Linked DNA regions of Mus musculus: region 1 is linked to region 2. A link is a contact called in public promoter capture Hi-C data. All regions are on one chromosome and are shown on one strand. Each heading gives the region's core, a stretch centred on a gene start, on an enhancer-like site or on the middle of the called end of the contact. The rest is flanking DNA. Distances are from core to core; before and after follow the strand shown. Region 1 overlaps Plxna2 (plexin A2). Region 2 holds the start of Mir205hg (Mir205 host gene).

Region 1 (7,522 bases), core at 4,137-6,636, 1.1 Mb before region 2:
ATTAGCTTTTGTGCCGCCTCCCTATGCCTCCTCAGCAGCCACCTGTAGGTGGACCTTCTGTCTGGAGATTTGGAGAGGATCGAGCAGATCAGGTGTTGATGTGGGCGAGAGGGTCTGTTTGTGTGTTTCCACAGGACCAGACAGAACCTCTTTGGGTGCTGGAGAGATTGGTGAGACGCTGCAAGAATGAGGCTCCTGATCCAGTTGCCCCTGTGGATGTGGTGGATGATCCCACAAGCACAAACGATGGAGCCGAGATGAGAGATCCTTTCGGTATTCCAGAAGCCGATACCAGCTCGACATGACGTTCAAATTTTTCCACGCTTTTTGATCCCTGAATTCCCCTTAAAGAGATAGCCCCGCTGGCCATCTATCCCTTGCTTCAGGGAAGATGAGCGGGGATGAGAGCCCTGGGATGTATGCTTGTTATAGTGTGTGTGTTGTGTGTTTGGCACATGTGTTAGGTGCAGAGTGTGCGGCCCGCACTTTCGCCATGGTAGCATAGGCTTTTGCTGCAGTGGAGGCGGGACAATCTCCTCAGATTCGGTTTGCCGCTCTAAAAGAAATTATGCTGCGTTATGCCGTGGGGTGCGAGGCTAAGCACTGCACAGAGGATAGCTTGCTGTTGGCATCCTGTGGAAGGCACGTCTGATTGCATGAAGGTTCAGTGTCCTAGTTCCCTTCCCCCAGGAAAAACGACACGGGAGCTGGCCAAGACCTCTCTGGGTGATGAGCCTAAGGGATGGTTTTGTGTAGGGCCCCTATGCTTGCACACTGGGGATCAGACCTCTACCTTCACCCATGAGGCTTGCTTGCAGCAATTAAGATCTGGCCATAGATTATCAACATCCTGGCCTTTTGATGCACCTGCCACAAGCAAAACACAATCTCCCCAGGAGTGGCTTGGCATGATTGAGAGGTAGTCAGTGATAAGACTCCCTGGGCATGTCACCAACCTAAGACAGGGATCAAACCAATGCTGTTTGTCACCCAAGGACGGGTAAGGGGCATGGCTGCGGGGGGCTATCTACAGACATTCTCTCTGCCAAAAAAGAAAAAAGGGGGAATTGTGGGGAGCGGGTGTGGCGGCAGTCCCAAAGGCGCCAGAGACTGCAGCTAAGTCATATGACTTGCACCTGACTTCCTCATATAAGACACAAACATCTTGAGTGCTGCGCAGGTGTACCAGGATACAGGTGAATCCAATTTGGTGGAGATTTGCCCCTGCTGCACTGATTAGCTGAAGCTGCGTGCCTGGTGAGGTGGCGTGGCCTGCTGTGCGTGGATGGGAACTGAGAGTATAAAAGAGTGAGAGGCCCAGGGTTCGAGGGAGATATATAAACAAGGGAGATATAAACAAGGGAGATATAAAAAAGAAGAAACAGGACTGAATAAACGTGTGCAGAAGGATCCTGTAGCAGCGTCGTTCTTCCTGGCCTGTTGAGCGCGCGCAAGAAGTTTCGGCACCAATTGTTATTAGACGCGTTCTCACGCCCGGCCAGGAAGAACACCACAGACCAGAATCTTCTGCGGCAAAACTTTATTGCTTACATCTTCAGGAGCCAGAGTGCAAGAAGCAAGAGCGCAAGAAGCAAGAGAGAGAGAAGCAAGAGAGAGAGAAAACGAAACCCCGTCCCTATTAAAGAGAATTCTCCTTCGCCTAGGACGTGTCACTCCCTGATTGGCTGCAGCCCATCGGCCGAGTTGACGTCACGGGGAAGGCAGAGCACATGGAGTGAAGAACCACCCTCGGCACATGCGCAGATTATTTGTTTACCACTTAGAACACAGCTGTCAGCGCCATCTTGTAACGGCGAATGTGGGCGCGGCTCCCAACAATAATCTGCTATAGCCTGTCTTCCATTGTCACAGTGTCTTAGATACTGTTCTATTGCTGTGATGAGACACCATGATCAAGGCATCTCATCAAAGGAAACATTTAATTGGCAGCTTGCTTATAGTTTCAGAGGGTTAGTCCATGATCATGACAGTAAGTATGGCAGCAGATAGGCAAGCAGAGTGCTGGAGCAATGGATGAGAGCTTATATCTTATCCTCAAGATGGAGGAAGAAAGAAAGACTGTCTGGGCTTAATATGACTTTTAAAACTTCAAAGTCTACCTCCAGTGACAGACCTTCTTCAACAAGGTGACAGCTCCTAATCCTTCCTAAACAGCCCACAAACTAGGGACCAAGCATTCAAATGTATAAGCCTATGGGGGCTATTCTCATTCAAATCACCACATTCATGTTCCATTGAAGGAGTCAGTCTTCAGGGTAAGAGTGTCACCATGGGAGAGACTCTATAGTTAGATGCAGGGCTAAAGTTAGGGTTAGGTTAGAGTTAGTCTTTCTACTGTACCTCTTACTGGATACATCTATTGACCAGGTATTCATTCCCTCAAGTAAGATAGTTTGGTTATAACAACTCCTTCCCTATGTTATGAGAAAAGGTGGTTCTGCAGCAGCAACTCCTACATATCAACCTTTGGGGCCACATTGACTAAGCCTAATTTGTCTTCCATAGCTTGATGGCTAAGCATGTCAACAATCAAATCTGGGCTTAGACATAAACTTGTCTCATCTGCAAAATGGAGTTGATAACAGTACCCACCTCAGAGTGGCTACATTAGAATTCAAGGGGTTAGTAGATGTAAAGGTTTTAAAATAGTTGCTAGAACATAAAAGGTGCTCAATAAATTGCATTATCTGGAGATCTGTCTTTATTTTTTTATTTGTTCTTTTCCTTGTGTTTTCAGCCTTGCAGAAATACATTTAACATAGCATGATTCCCACATCCCTGATGCCCTTGTTTATCTCATACTTGCTTTCTTAACACTCTGTTATGATATTATCTCCCTCATAACGTGGAGTCAATGCTGCTCATGATCTGGAAGCTGTTCTTCTGCTTCTATGGTGATGACTAATTGATTTTGATGAAGCTTGTAACATACAATTGGCTGGACTCTAATCCTAAATCCTTTTCTTGAGTTTCTCTTTGGGCTCAGAGCCATACCAGGCTCTAATTCACTCTTTTAAAGCAGAACCTGGTACTCTTCCTCTATTATGAGACCTTGAAGACTAGACCCACACCCACTGCTTGAGCTGTTGCACCCTGTGGTGAAGCTTTACTTGTGTTTCCCATCATGTAAAGAACAGTTCTTAGTCCTGCATGTACTATATCTTGGCTTTGAGATCTCAGTTCTACTCTTCCGGTGTTCCACCTGCTGGTACACCAGAAGAGGAGGGCCTGGTCTTTGGGCTTCCTATGTGTATAAGCACCTAAGATCACATTGTGGTTATGCCCTTTTTGGTGAGTTCACTTCCTCTTCACTTCCCCACTCAGGGACATCCTGTTCCTACCAGCCTCTGTAGATGAGGATTGGATCGTCTGGGAGACGCCTGGCCAGGCAGGGAAGAAGTGAGTAGCTCTGACGCACCCAGATTCCCTCCCCTTGCCTGACTCTTAGCTATTTTTTCTTTATTTTCCTTCCTGTGTTGAAAGAGCTATGGAGCCAGAACCATGCTAGAATTTCCTGGGGACATTCCATAAATTCTTCATGGGCTTTTTCTCTAGAGAGGGTGGGGATAAGTGGCTGGGTAAGTGGGAGGCTGCTAGGAGCTAGGTATGGGTATCAAGTACCTGAAAGTAGTGTGGGTGGAGGAAAGGGTGATCTGCTCAGAGGAAAACCTGGGGATATCATGAGGTCATAGAAGCAGCCAAAGGCACAGCACCTCACAGTAAAAAGTCATAGACAACTCACAAGCTGTGACATGAAGTAGGCAGCTATGCCTGCAGCCTTGCCCTTGAACCTTTTACCTTCTCAGTGACTAGTCTGCTAGAGATCCTACAAGGCCCAGAAAACTTCTTGGACCACTCTGTGTGTGTGTGTGTGTGTGTGTGTGTGTGTGTGTGTGTGAAGCAATCTCAGATATGTAATGAGTGAGATGCATGAATACTAGCGGGGTCAGTAGATGTTCCCTTGGGGTCTGGGTAGGCCATTCTTCTTTTACATAGTAATACTGATTTCCTAGTTTATGTCCAAGGCCAGAAAAAGTAGAGACAGTAGCCTTTGACTGAATGAACTCTGTAGCAACTCTGGATCTGAAAATCACTCAACCCCAATACCACTGTTCCACAGCTGTTTCTTGAAGTAAAAAAGAATGACAAGTTTGGGGGTCAAGGTAAGAAACAACTAGCCTTATTTCTTTGTCGTAATCAGTTACTCCTCTGAGTATCGGTAGAATAATGAAAGTAGTGGGCTAGATGATCTCAAGGCTTTTCAGAAAATTGCTCTATTTTGCAGGGCTGGTTCTACTTTGTTAGGCTTAACCTACAGTGAAACTTTGGTGATGGACTTAAAGAGAATTAGTATAAACAGTCTATCCTTTAATAGGACTCCCAAAAGAGTAAAGGAGACAGAGTCCAGACCAGCAACTACAAGTGAGGGAACAATGGGTAAGTTCCTTACTAGCCTAGCAGCCACTTCTGCCACCCCACAGACACCTCTGTACAATTTTAGAGAAAGACACTGCCTTTGATAGACATTAGAAATAGAAGCCTCATAGGGCAGATGTCTAAGAACATGGCACATGGCCTGCTGAGGATTGCTTAGGTGATATTCGAACTTTCCCCCTTGTCCAAGTCCCATGTGTCAGGCAAATGCACCCAGCTGGATGATGGGAACCTTGCTAAGCAAGGAGGTAGAAAGACTCTGGCAATCTAAGCAGAGATGTGACTAGCAGAGTATACTACTTCCCAACTTCAGGGAGTAACTCCTCTCTCAGTGAACAAATCTCAGGGAATGACTCCTGCCTGCCCCAGCTTAGGCAAGCAAACGATAAGACCTCGCTCACCCTCTCTTCCACATGCTAAAGCCAAGTCAGGTCCATAGCTGTGGGGCAGAGTATTGGTGCAAGAGAGAAACAAGTAGGAACATTTCCCAAGAGCAAAGAAAGGGTCAAAGGGATTTGGAATTCCAAAGACCAGAGAAGTTTGGAAAGTCCTCTATCTTCTCATAATTCAGACTAGTTCTTTCCACTTTCTCTACAGCAAATCTGAACAAGAAGAAAATGGAAATTCTCCCTCATATTCTCTCCCAGATCTCTTCTTCCACACTCCCCAACAACAACCTCCCAGGGCTCTAAATGGATTAGGAGAAGGAAGCCTGGTAATGTCAACATCAAAGGATAAGGTGCAGCAAAATCGTGCCTGTGCCTTGATTCACAGGTGCCAGGAATAGTGAGGAGTTGCAGGAGAGCAAGCTTGCAGGGAAAAGGGGATTAGTAGGGACTAAGAATGTAGCTACTATAATCCCACATAATGAACCAGACTCTGCTCCTTCTCCACACCCTAAGCACTCAACAAGCAGGTACAAGTTACTGGCTTCAGCCTCCCTCACTAGAGGGCCCCATTGTTGCCAGTCCCAGACAGCTTCTTCCCTCCAGCTTGTACAGTTGCACAAGGAGTCTTGGAAGATGTTGCCTTCCTGCTGGCTGCTGAGAATTGGGTAAGAAAGTGGGGAGGGCACTCTACATGACTCTCCTCAATGGAAAGGTAGGTAAATGACCTTGTCCCTAGGCACCAATCGTGTACCTGAGGCCAGCATCCACCATTAAAGCTCTTAGGACCCAAAACCTGCTCTAACCAACTACTTTCAGTTTATAAACAATATCTGGGTCACAGGTAGGAGTTGTAGTACATATGATTCACAGTGTGGACAACAACAACAACATCTAAACAAACAACAAAAGTTCTACTTAATTTGGGAATTAACTCTTCAGGAAAAATACCTTCCCAATATCTCAATGTCTGGCAACACTGAAATACATTTGTGTTTCCTAGGTATTCACTGATGGGTGACTGGAGGAAACAATTAAAAGATAAACCACAGAATGGAACCCTATCTTTTCTTCCATTCCCTTCCCTTAAGAAAACAAGAAGCTGACTATAGTTAAGTCTCCATTGATCACTACCTCCAAGATGAGTCCCTTAACTGAAGACGCCAGGCCCCCAACTCTTACCTTCTTCAGCTTGCCACTCTTAGTCCCCACAAAAACCACACTGTAGCCATTGTAAACATAGGAGGCCACAGAGGTCAGGCGGTCCCTGCTGGTGGTATACAGGGTCAGTCCCTCCACAGGAGTGGAGCCTCCCAGAGGCTGGTTGATGTCCAGGCCGCAGAAGTTATCATCGATTGGGACAGGCTGGAAGGACAGGAAAAAACTGGAGTAAATCACATTGAAACAGTAGAAGGATCACTTTAGACTACCCACCCACTGCTGTCATCCTGAGGACACCAGACCTCAGGTCTGGAAGGAAGGATCTAACATGGCTCCCACCCACTGCTGTCATCCTGAGGACACCAGGCCTCAGAGAGGTTCAGGTCTGGAAGGAAGGATCTAACATGGCTCACATAGGCAATCTTGACTCCCATGGGACCAGATTGTGAATGATTAGCCATCTTTACTCTCTCAGAAAGAACCATGTGTCTACTTTTTACCTTTCTGCCAGGAAAGTCAGGCTCAAGTCATAAAGCCGACTGCTTGAACTCACCTTCTGGTTCTTTTCATGTCCCCTTAGACCAAGTCAGACTGTGCAGATCTGTCTATTTTAGACAGGATTCCCTCAAAGGATATTCAGCCTAAAGGCAACATTGTAAGATTCTACAGGCAGAGAGGTTACCTGTTTGTTCTTTGAGCAAACTAGTGTTTCTTGGGCTGTAGAGTGTTTTTCCTTGAGGCATGAGGAATTTTAAGCCACTGAACTATAACTACTACCTACCTACCATCCGAGGGGCATATGGTAAGCATCATGGTAATATTGGATATCATCTTTTGCTTTGGGATTTCTTCCTTCCTTCCTTCCTTCCTTCCTTCCTTCCTTCCTTCCTTCCTTCCCTCCTTCCTTCTTTTCTTCCTTCCATCTTTGTAGTTCTGGGGGGTGAATCTGGGGTCTTTTGAATGCTAGACAAGTCCTCTGTCACCAAGCTATTTCCTCAGTCCTTTTTAAAAACTTTTTGAGACAGGTCTCACTAAATTGCCCAGGCAGAGCTTGAACATGTAATCCTCTTGAGTTAGCCTCCCCAGTAGCTGAGATTACAGGCCTGTACCACCAAGCTGTGATGGAAACTCTAATCTATATTAGATTTTTCATTTGGAATGATATATCCCCTACCACTTTGGAAAGAACTATAGAGGATTAAATGAAACAGTGTATGTAAAAGACTTTTATTGATATGTGTCACTATCTCTTGCACATTATAGGTGTTCAAAGAGATTTCCTCTTATATCAAACTTTGAAGGGATTAGAGGTGGGCAAGGAGGAACTGAGTCACTGTGAAAGAAGGCTGTCTTGAATAAGTGAGAAAACTTGCTGTGCAGAGAATGAAAAGACTCATTCCCATCCTGTGTCCTGACTGATTCCACTGTGGTCTACAACATCCGCTTTTGAAGCTGTCAAAGGAAGAATTGGATGGATAGTGTTGTGCTTTGAATGTTAATCTCCCCCCCCCCACACACAC
Region 2 (7,458 bases), core at 1,747-4,246:
TGTCAGTGCTTGTTTGTGTGTGTGTGTGTGTGTGTCTATGTGTATTTCTATGTCTGTATGTGTCTGTGTTTCTGTGCGTCCAGGTTTTTCAATGAAGGCCTTGTACATATTAGTCTACCAACTGAACTACATCCTTAGCCCTCCTTTTTTGTCTTTTTCCTTCCCTTCGTCCTTTCCTCCTTTGTTTCTTTTCTTTCATCTTTGTTTTCACCATACTGTGACTAGAACTAGGGTCTTGAACATGCAAGGCAAGCACGCTATCCCTGAGCCACACCGCAGTCCCTGTCTCCTATTTCTAAGCATGCAATCAGAGAAAGACCTTGTCTTCTTACAGTCATGTCACAATTGCAGTCCTGAGTTCAGTGAAGTTACGTGCAAGCTCAAACCTCATACCTCATTTGGGCTGTTGTTTTGTTTTCTATGTCCATCGCTGCAGATGAACCACATATTCCCAGCTTTTATACTTACACGTTTCCTTTCTGGATCCCAGAAAGGAACACAGGGCTGGAAGCAGCAGCATGATCATGCCTGCTTGCAGACTCTAAGCACCCAGGGGCTGGGAGGGAACTCACCTTCCAGGCCACACCCTGCTATCTGCTGCAGCTTCCTGAGAACATGGCATGTCAAGCTAACCCTTATGCTCCTCTCCCAATGGAGCACAGTGGGGGTTCCTTGAACCCCAGACTCTACTTTAGGCAACACTACCACAGTTTTAGCAGAACCTCCAGGTGGAAAATTAGATGGGCTTATGATCAACATTCAGTAATTCAGAAAGACCTATTACAAGCTCTACTATGGGCAAGGCACAGAACTGGAAGAACCAGCAGAGAAATGCGGCATCCTCCCAGAAATGAGCCACACAGGGGGCCAAAGATTTCTAACTGTAGAGAGCTTCAGGCTTGGGTGTGTTCAGGAAAAAGAGAAATGAGAGCCAAAAAAACAGACAGCACACAAAACAAAAAGTGACATACAAGAACAAATTATTGTTACCATGGAAACACTGAAGTAGAGATGGGAGGGAGCCCCAGACCACTCCCACTCAGCCCCCAAATTCCTTTCTATTTTCTACCCACCCAGCATGATCTTAGAGTGTCCGGGAAAGTAACGCCTCTTAGAAACCTGGATTTGGTAGTAGGGGAGGAAGGCACTCCAGGCTTCTGGGTCAAAGAACTAGACTTAGGAGTGGAAGACAGGTAGCTTCCAGCAGAGTCACCACTGGGTGTGTCCCACACTTCCAGAAGCTGGAAAAGAATAGTCGAGACCCTAGCCAAATGCAAATTAATTCTATTTCTCACCACATTTAGGGGATCAAAGATGACAACTGGAAAGGAGAGATTTGAGATCAACAGGGTTTATGTTTGTCCTTTTGGCCTAGTCTCTCCTGAACCTCATTCCCCCATATTCTGGGGACAGTCACACTCTTCAACAGTTATTTAACTGTCTTCAAGTCCTATGCTTCTGAGAAACAGCTCTTGCCATTCATTTCCTTTAAGACTTGGGACATGGCTACCTCCTACAGAAAACACTCATAGGCCCTGCCCTTCATGGGCCTCAGGCCTATGCTGCCTCTCCATACCTCAGGGTAGCTCTAAACCCTTAGGAGGTCTCCTTCCTAGGGAGGGTTAATTCAAACAGCTCCCAAACCTTTTCTGGCTATCCTCTCAGATTCAGTTCAAAGGAACCTTCTCTGTGGACCCTTCCCAGACTCTTAGCAATGGAAGGGGAATGTTTCCTTTAGGGGATGCTCATTGCATTGTATTAATCTGTTTCTATGACTGTTCACTTGTATCTAGGTGTATCTAGTTGGGAGAGCCTAAAAGATGAACTCAAAGGATACAGAGTATCCCCTGCTGGGATGAGCTGCTCAGTGAGTGAATGGATGAAATGGGGAAAAGAAAGGCATAGGAAGAAGGCACAGTGAGCAAGAACTGACAAAAGGCAGTGAGAGTTATATTCTGGGAGACTTTGTATGAGTCAGTGAAGCCACATAGGTCTGGGTAGGCACACATCTTGACTTAATACTAGCTATAGAAGTGTGCCTCATAAGCATTATAAGCCTCCTTCCCTAGCTGTGGGAAGAGGTTGGAGTTAGCAGGTGGCAAAGAAGATTTGCAGCAGGTTCTCCGAGTGGCTCTGGAACAGACCAATATGCTCTGCATACTGTGTTCTGCGGTTCCTTACTCTCCTGAAAGGGGAGGACTCTGCTTTTGCCCAGAAAGGGTCTACTTTGAGAACAAACAAAAGACACCAAACTTCTAGGATTCATTTAAAGAGACTTCTATATCCCATGTCCTCCAGGAAAACTAGGCAAAAGGGAGCAGGAGCAGTGCTAAGGAAGGAGGAGGGACAAGGAGAGGGGGAGGGGGGAATGGATGCATGGAGGTGAAGCGAGGTGGGAGGTAGAACTAACAGCTTCTTCCCCAGTTCCTTCTGTCCTCCCAACTCCCTCACACAGCAGAGGCCCTTCCTCTAAGGAAAGAAAGGGAAGTGAGGCCTCTTGGGTTATAAAACCAGGATAAGTCACAAGGTCCCTGAGGCTCTGTCCCTCCTCCGACCTCTTCCTGCAGCACCACATAGATGAATGGACAGGTACTGGGCTAAAGGTGCGAAAGGACTTTGATTCCTGCTCCCTACACAGCTCCGTATGGATGTAAGCATGTGGACACACACACACACATGAACAGCCTCCATGACCCAGATTAAGATCTGAAAGGTCCTTGCCCTCTACTATTGGGGGGGCTGGAGCTTCAGCCCAAGGCTAAGATAACCTGCGTCTTCTTGCTCTGGGCAGAGGGAGACCCCCACCTGACTACAGAAACAATGAGAGAAAAAGGTTTGAATTCAGAAAGGCCTCTGCAAGCACGTCCCACCCCCAGAGGTGTGGTTCTTGGAGGCGGATCCAGCAGCCAAGTCCTGTCTTCATTGGTTGGGCTCAGCAGGTAACTGGAAACTTGGCTGAGAGGTGCATAAATAGAGAGACCGGTGCCGCCTCCTCACCCCTGCCTTAGAAAAACCAGTTTCTCTTTTATTGTCTGTGGCCAAGCTCTATTTAGCTGAGCCTCTGCACTCCACCCCCTCTCTTTCCAGCTTCCTTTAGCCCCCTCTCTGCCACTTTCTCCTACTTTCCTATTGTCTTTTACTAAAGAGAGGACCACGTGTCTCTTTCTCCAGGAGCAACTTCTCTGCCCAGGCCGCTGAGCTGAGCACCCTATAGAGCATGTGCCACCTCTTCTAGTCCTCAATTCTTGAGGGTAAAAGACTTTCCCAAGACTTAAAAATTCTTTATTGTTGTTGTTTTGCTTTGTTTTGTTTTGTTTTTTTGTTCGTTTTGGTTTGGTTTCTTTTCCCCAGGATTCTCTAACCATCCTCCAGCTTGGTACTCTCTTTAGAACCCCCCCCCCCAAAAAAAAAGTATTATTTTGCATCAAAGGCAAAGCTGAGCCTGATATCCGAAGGTATAGGTACTCCCATGTACTTGCAGGTGAGTCTGAAATCTCCGGTTTGGGCGGGTGAGTGTCTTGATCCTCAGGATCATGCATAGGGCCAGAGGGAAGAGTGGAAGGCGGGCTTCACTGGAAATCAAGTATCAACTTCTTTCTTTGTTTTCCGGGGAATTTCTGAGCTGTTGGGTGTTAATCTTGATGATAATGGAAGTGGGTGCCAGGCAGCTGAATACCAACACAGCAATTCTGTCGAGCTTCCTGGGGACTGACTTGACTAGAGGAATGTGTACCCACTGCCTAGTCCTAGGGTACTTAGCAGCGCATGCAAGACCTGCTTCCCTTCTGAGGTTCTTAAGTGCAAGATGGGTTTTTAAGACATTTAGGGCACAGCCCTGAAGGCCCCTGGAAGAGCAATCACTGGCTAAAACTCTAGCCCAACATGAGCCTTGTTGGTTCTCTGACCCAACCCAATACTGTAACTAGACAAGACACATCACTGGAGATTGCATTGGTAAAGGCCTGCTGAGTGGGAGAACCTGAATACTAGACATGATATGCAGAGTGTATCAGGTATAAGTTTCCAGGTTGTAGATCAACTCTTCTTACAGCAGCAGCAGGTCTGGTCTGCAGGAACAGAGGGATGTTATGAGGGGAGGCAAGACTTTCCTGAGCTGCCTCCGCCCTACCCTTTCATATGGCCTGTTAGCGCTATCAAGCCTTTTCTTCTCTGGATTCCACTGGGAGGATCAAGATCTCAAATAAGGATGAGTCCAATTGTGGACTTGAGGAATCTGATGGGCTTCCTTAAGAGTTGGGTAAGGGGAGCTTGGACAGAGACCTAATGATGACCTTTTTGTTTTCAGAACTGAGCTGAAATTCCACAAGAAGCCAAGACTCCTTCCAACCCAGAACTACCTCCCACAGTCTCCTGCCTTCCTTGGTCAGAGCCAACAGACCTGTGTCTCTCTCCCCTTTGATAGGAAGTGGGTCAGAGGTGGTGTGGGGGCTTCTGTGGTCTTGATAACTCAGTAAGTATTCGCTAAGAGACTGAACAGAAGATTCACAGAACCTCTTGCTCTCTGCACTCAGCACCCTGCCTTCTAGTGTGCCTGTGCACACCCTGAGAAAGGTGCCTTAGTTTGGACCCAGGAAAGTGGGATTCTTCCCTAACCATAGCTAGAAATCCCTGCTTTTGTTTAAGAGTCTTTCTCAGAGGCCTGATGGCCTGGGGGCTAGATGGGAGAGGTGGAGCCTCTTTGTCAGGTCAGAACAAGCCCAGGAAGAAGAAAGTATTCCAAACAAGGTAGGCCAGCCCTACCCACCCTGTCTGCTTGTCTCTGCTTAGAGCAGCCTTTTATGAGGCTTACACTGAGCAGCAGACATGTCTGAACAAAGCAAAGAGGCCAATGCAACCCTGCAAAGCTCCTGCTTGGTGAGCATTTTCTTTTGGGCAGGGACAGAAAGTCCACAGGTATTACATGGCCTCTCAGTGTAGCTCAGTCTCTGAAAGCCAGTTATATGCTGGCCTCCCTCCCTTGACTACCACCCTAGGCTCCTTAGAGAAGCCATTTACTAATTCTGTGCAGATCTGGGGAAAGATATATAGTCATTAAAGACTGACTTTCCCAGACTATGCTTCCCCAGCTATGGGGAGAGGATCAAGAATTCTTCCCTTCACCACCCACTGGCCCCATAAACAGGCCTGTTCCTGTTTATGCAGACGAGCAGAGTCACTGTCCTCCGCTTATCCTGATTACACACCAGCATCCAGGCCTGAACTGGGCTGTTCATGCTGCTTTTTCAGAAGAATACCTGCTCCCCTGTATTCCACCTTTTGGTACAAAATGAAAGAAAGTGTGCTTTCTCTAGATATCACCAACATACCTAGCTCTGGTATGGAACACTCATTGAAGAGGAGAGCCAGCATCCTAACTAGGTATACAGAATGGAGACTCCACTTGGATTTATCTGGGATGGCCCTTCATGGGCAAGAAACTACCTAGAGTCCAGCCCCACACACAACATTGGCTATACCACCCAGAGTACTCTGAGGTGGGAACATGAATGCTTGAGGGTTTGAGTATTCAGGTCCTCACCAGGTCCTGAATGAATGAATACAGGTATTCAGGTCCTGTAAGAGTGGGGTTGCAGGATCCTGAAGGTCTCCTTCAGGTCACACAGCACTACACGAGGAGGCTTAGTAGACAAACAGCCCCAGACAATCCATGGGTCCTCTTGTCCTTCATTCCACCGGAGTCTGTCTTATGCCAACCAGATTTCAGTGGAGTGAAGCTCAGGAGGCATGGAGCTGCCAGCGGTGGACTGAAGCACAGCATTTGAACAGAGGCATTCTGCAAAAATACAGTCACTAAAAGCACCTGCAGCGTGTGCTTTTGCAGAGGGGTGGCAGTGGCAGGCAAGAGCACACTGCCAGTGATTGCTGTGTGGCCTTTCTTCCTAAAACCAATGCTTCGGAAATGTGTATTTTTCTGTAACTTGCAAAATTAAAAGTTGCCTATCTGCTGACACGCCCTCCTGCCTCTCTGCCCTATGTTATCAGTATCTTAAACCTGCACCCTGCAGGCTTAAATCCCAGATAAACTCAAGGAAGTCCTGCTGCCTCCCTGCCTCCCTCTCTCCCTAGGGTTTCCAGGCAGGTAGCTGGGACATCATTTGCAACCAGCCAGGGACCCTATTGCCCTCAGACTCTCCACAGTGCCAGTAAGACCTACAGAACTGGGGAGGAAATCCCCATTAAGATTATTTAAGTCTATTTATATTGTAATAAAATAAATGTAAAAAAAAAAGATTTAAATGAAGGCAGATTCAGATCTTTCTGACATCGTACAGGATATAACTCAGCAGGCAGTGTAAATTCTGGAAAGGTTAATGCATTTAAACATATTTGACACATAAAGCTGCCAGATCCGACTTTAATCACTCACCAAGTGTAATTGCCTTTTCCTGGGTCCCTCTGCACCAGAACATGTGCTCAGGCTTGTAGGAATCTGCGGTGGGGTAGGGACAAATACTTCGCTGTCAGGGTCCGTGGTTTGCTTTGATTGATTTGGCGTTGACTTGATTGGCTGTTGTGTTGCTTTTGTGTTTGTCTTAAACAACGCATCTCTCCTTTAGAGAAAAAGACATAGGATTGAGCCTGAAGGCGCAAGTCCAAAAGAAGTCCACTTAGTATGAAGTACCTGCCCAGAGAAACACTTTATGGAATTAACACTTCCTCAATGGAGGAGTCTGCTTGAGGAGCCACTTGGCAAAAATAAATAAATAAATAAATAAATAAATTAATTAATTAATTAATTTTTTAAAAAAGCCAGACACTAAACAAAACCTACCTCTGGATCTGGAAGATGCCCTGCATCATATTGGGCTAAGCTCAATAGAGCCCATAGCTGCCATTTCTCTTAGGAACTGAACATAAAGGTCACTTTGGTATCCGAGACCCTATATTCTGAATGCCCCACAGTGGCCTCTTCACCTCCCCAGACCATCTGTCCCAGGGAATCATGAGTTCCTCACACTGAATATAGGAAAACACATTTATCATAAATGTCTTGCCCTCCTGCTTCTATTAATATGAATGTCAAACTCAGCCCACACCTCTGTATACTGAGCCCCACAAATGATGAGGAGACCAACCCACAGGCATTAAGAAAATGTTTACCCATAACTATTACATAGTGGATCTGACTGAAGCACCATGGTAGTCTGGGTTTCGAGCTAGCTAACTAGTAAATGCCTCTATTTTGAGCTTTGCAAGGAATCCAAAGGCTAGAACAAAGAAAGCACCAGGCAGACATGATGTGATATTCTTATACGTGGCAACCCGCAACTTGGGTTCTTTTCTAGAGAAGGAAACATACCTGTGTTTCTATGTAACTCTGCTCAAGGAGGGAAAAGAAACAAAGTGGCCGGTAGTGATTGCAGAAGAAAAAAACTACAAAGTAATCTAGGCCACGAGACTATAACCAAAGGTTCTGCATCACACACCTTAATCCCA

What was found. Promoter capture Hi-C pulls out the DNA fragments that hold promoters and counts their contacts.
Region 1: a promoter capture Hi-C map of 3T3-L1-derived adipocytes shows a contact between it and region 2, with 4 times the contacts expected there. The contact joins the enhancer-like site here to the promoter of Mir205hg in region 2. A contact is called at or near these places in 5 of 39 promoter capture datasets (the 3T3-L1 cell line, 3T3-L1-derived adipocytes, liver and 1 more) and 1 of 115 datasets of contacts at active chromatin or transcription factors (pancreatic cancer cells).

What each region holds. Positions count from the first base shown.
Region 1 is chr1:194,648,140-194,655,661 of GRCm38.p6, reverse strand. Plxna2 (plexin A2) reads right to left here. Exons shown (of 32, transcript NM_008882.2): 3 at 6,024-6,206. Among named protein-coding and RNA genes, the nearest start is that of Plxna2, 32 kb to the right of the region's middle. Within about 2 kb of position 5,386, at least 12 of the 459 cell types and tissues checked have an H3K27ac peak or open chromatin away from gene starts, as enhancers often do. A contact at or near this core is called in 3T3-L1-derived adipocytes, where this site is marked.
Region 2 is chr1:193,505,748-193,513,205 of GRCm38.p6, reverse strand. Mir205hg (Mir205 host gene) reads left to right here and starts at 2,996. Exons shown (of 3, transcript NR_166150.1): 1 at 2,996-3,481; 2 at 4,307-4,471; 3 at 6,579-6,746. Mir205 (microRNA 205) reads left to right here and starts at 5,676; the gene lies at 5,676-5,743.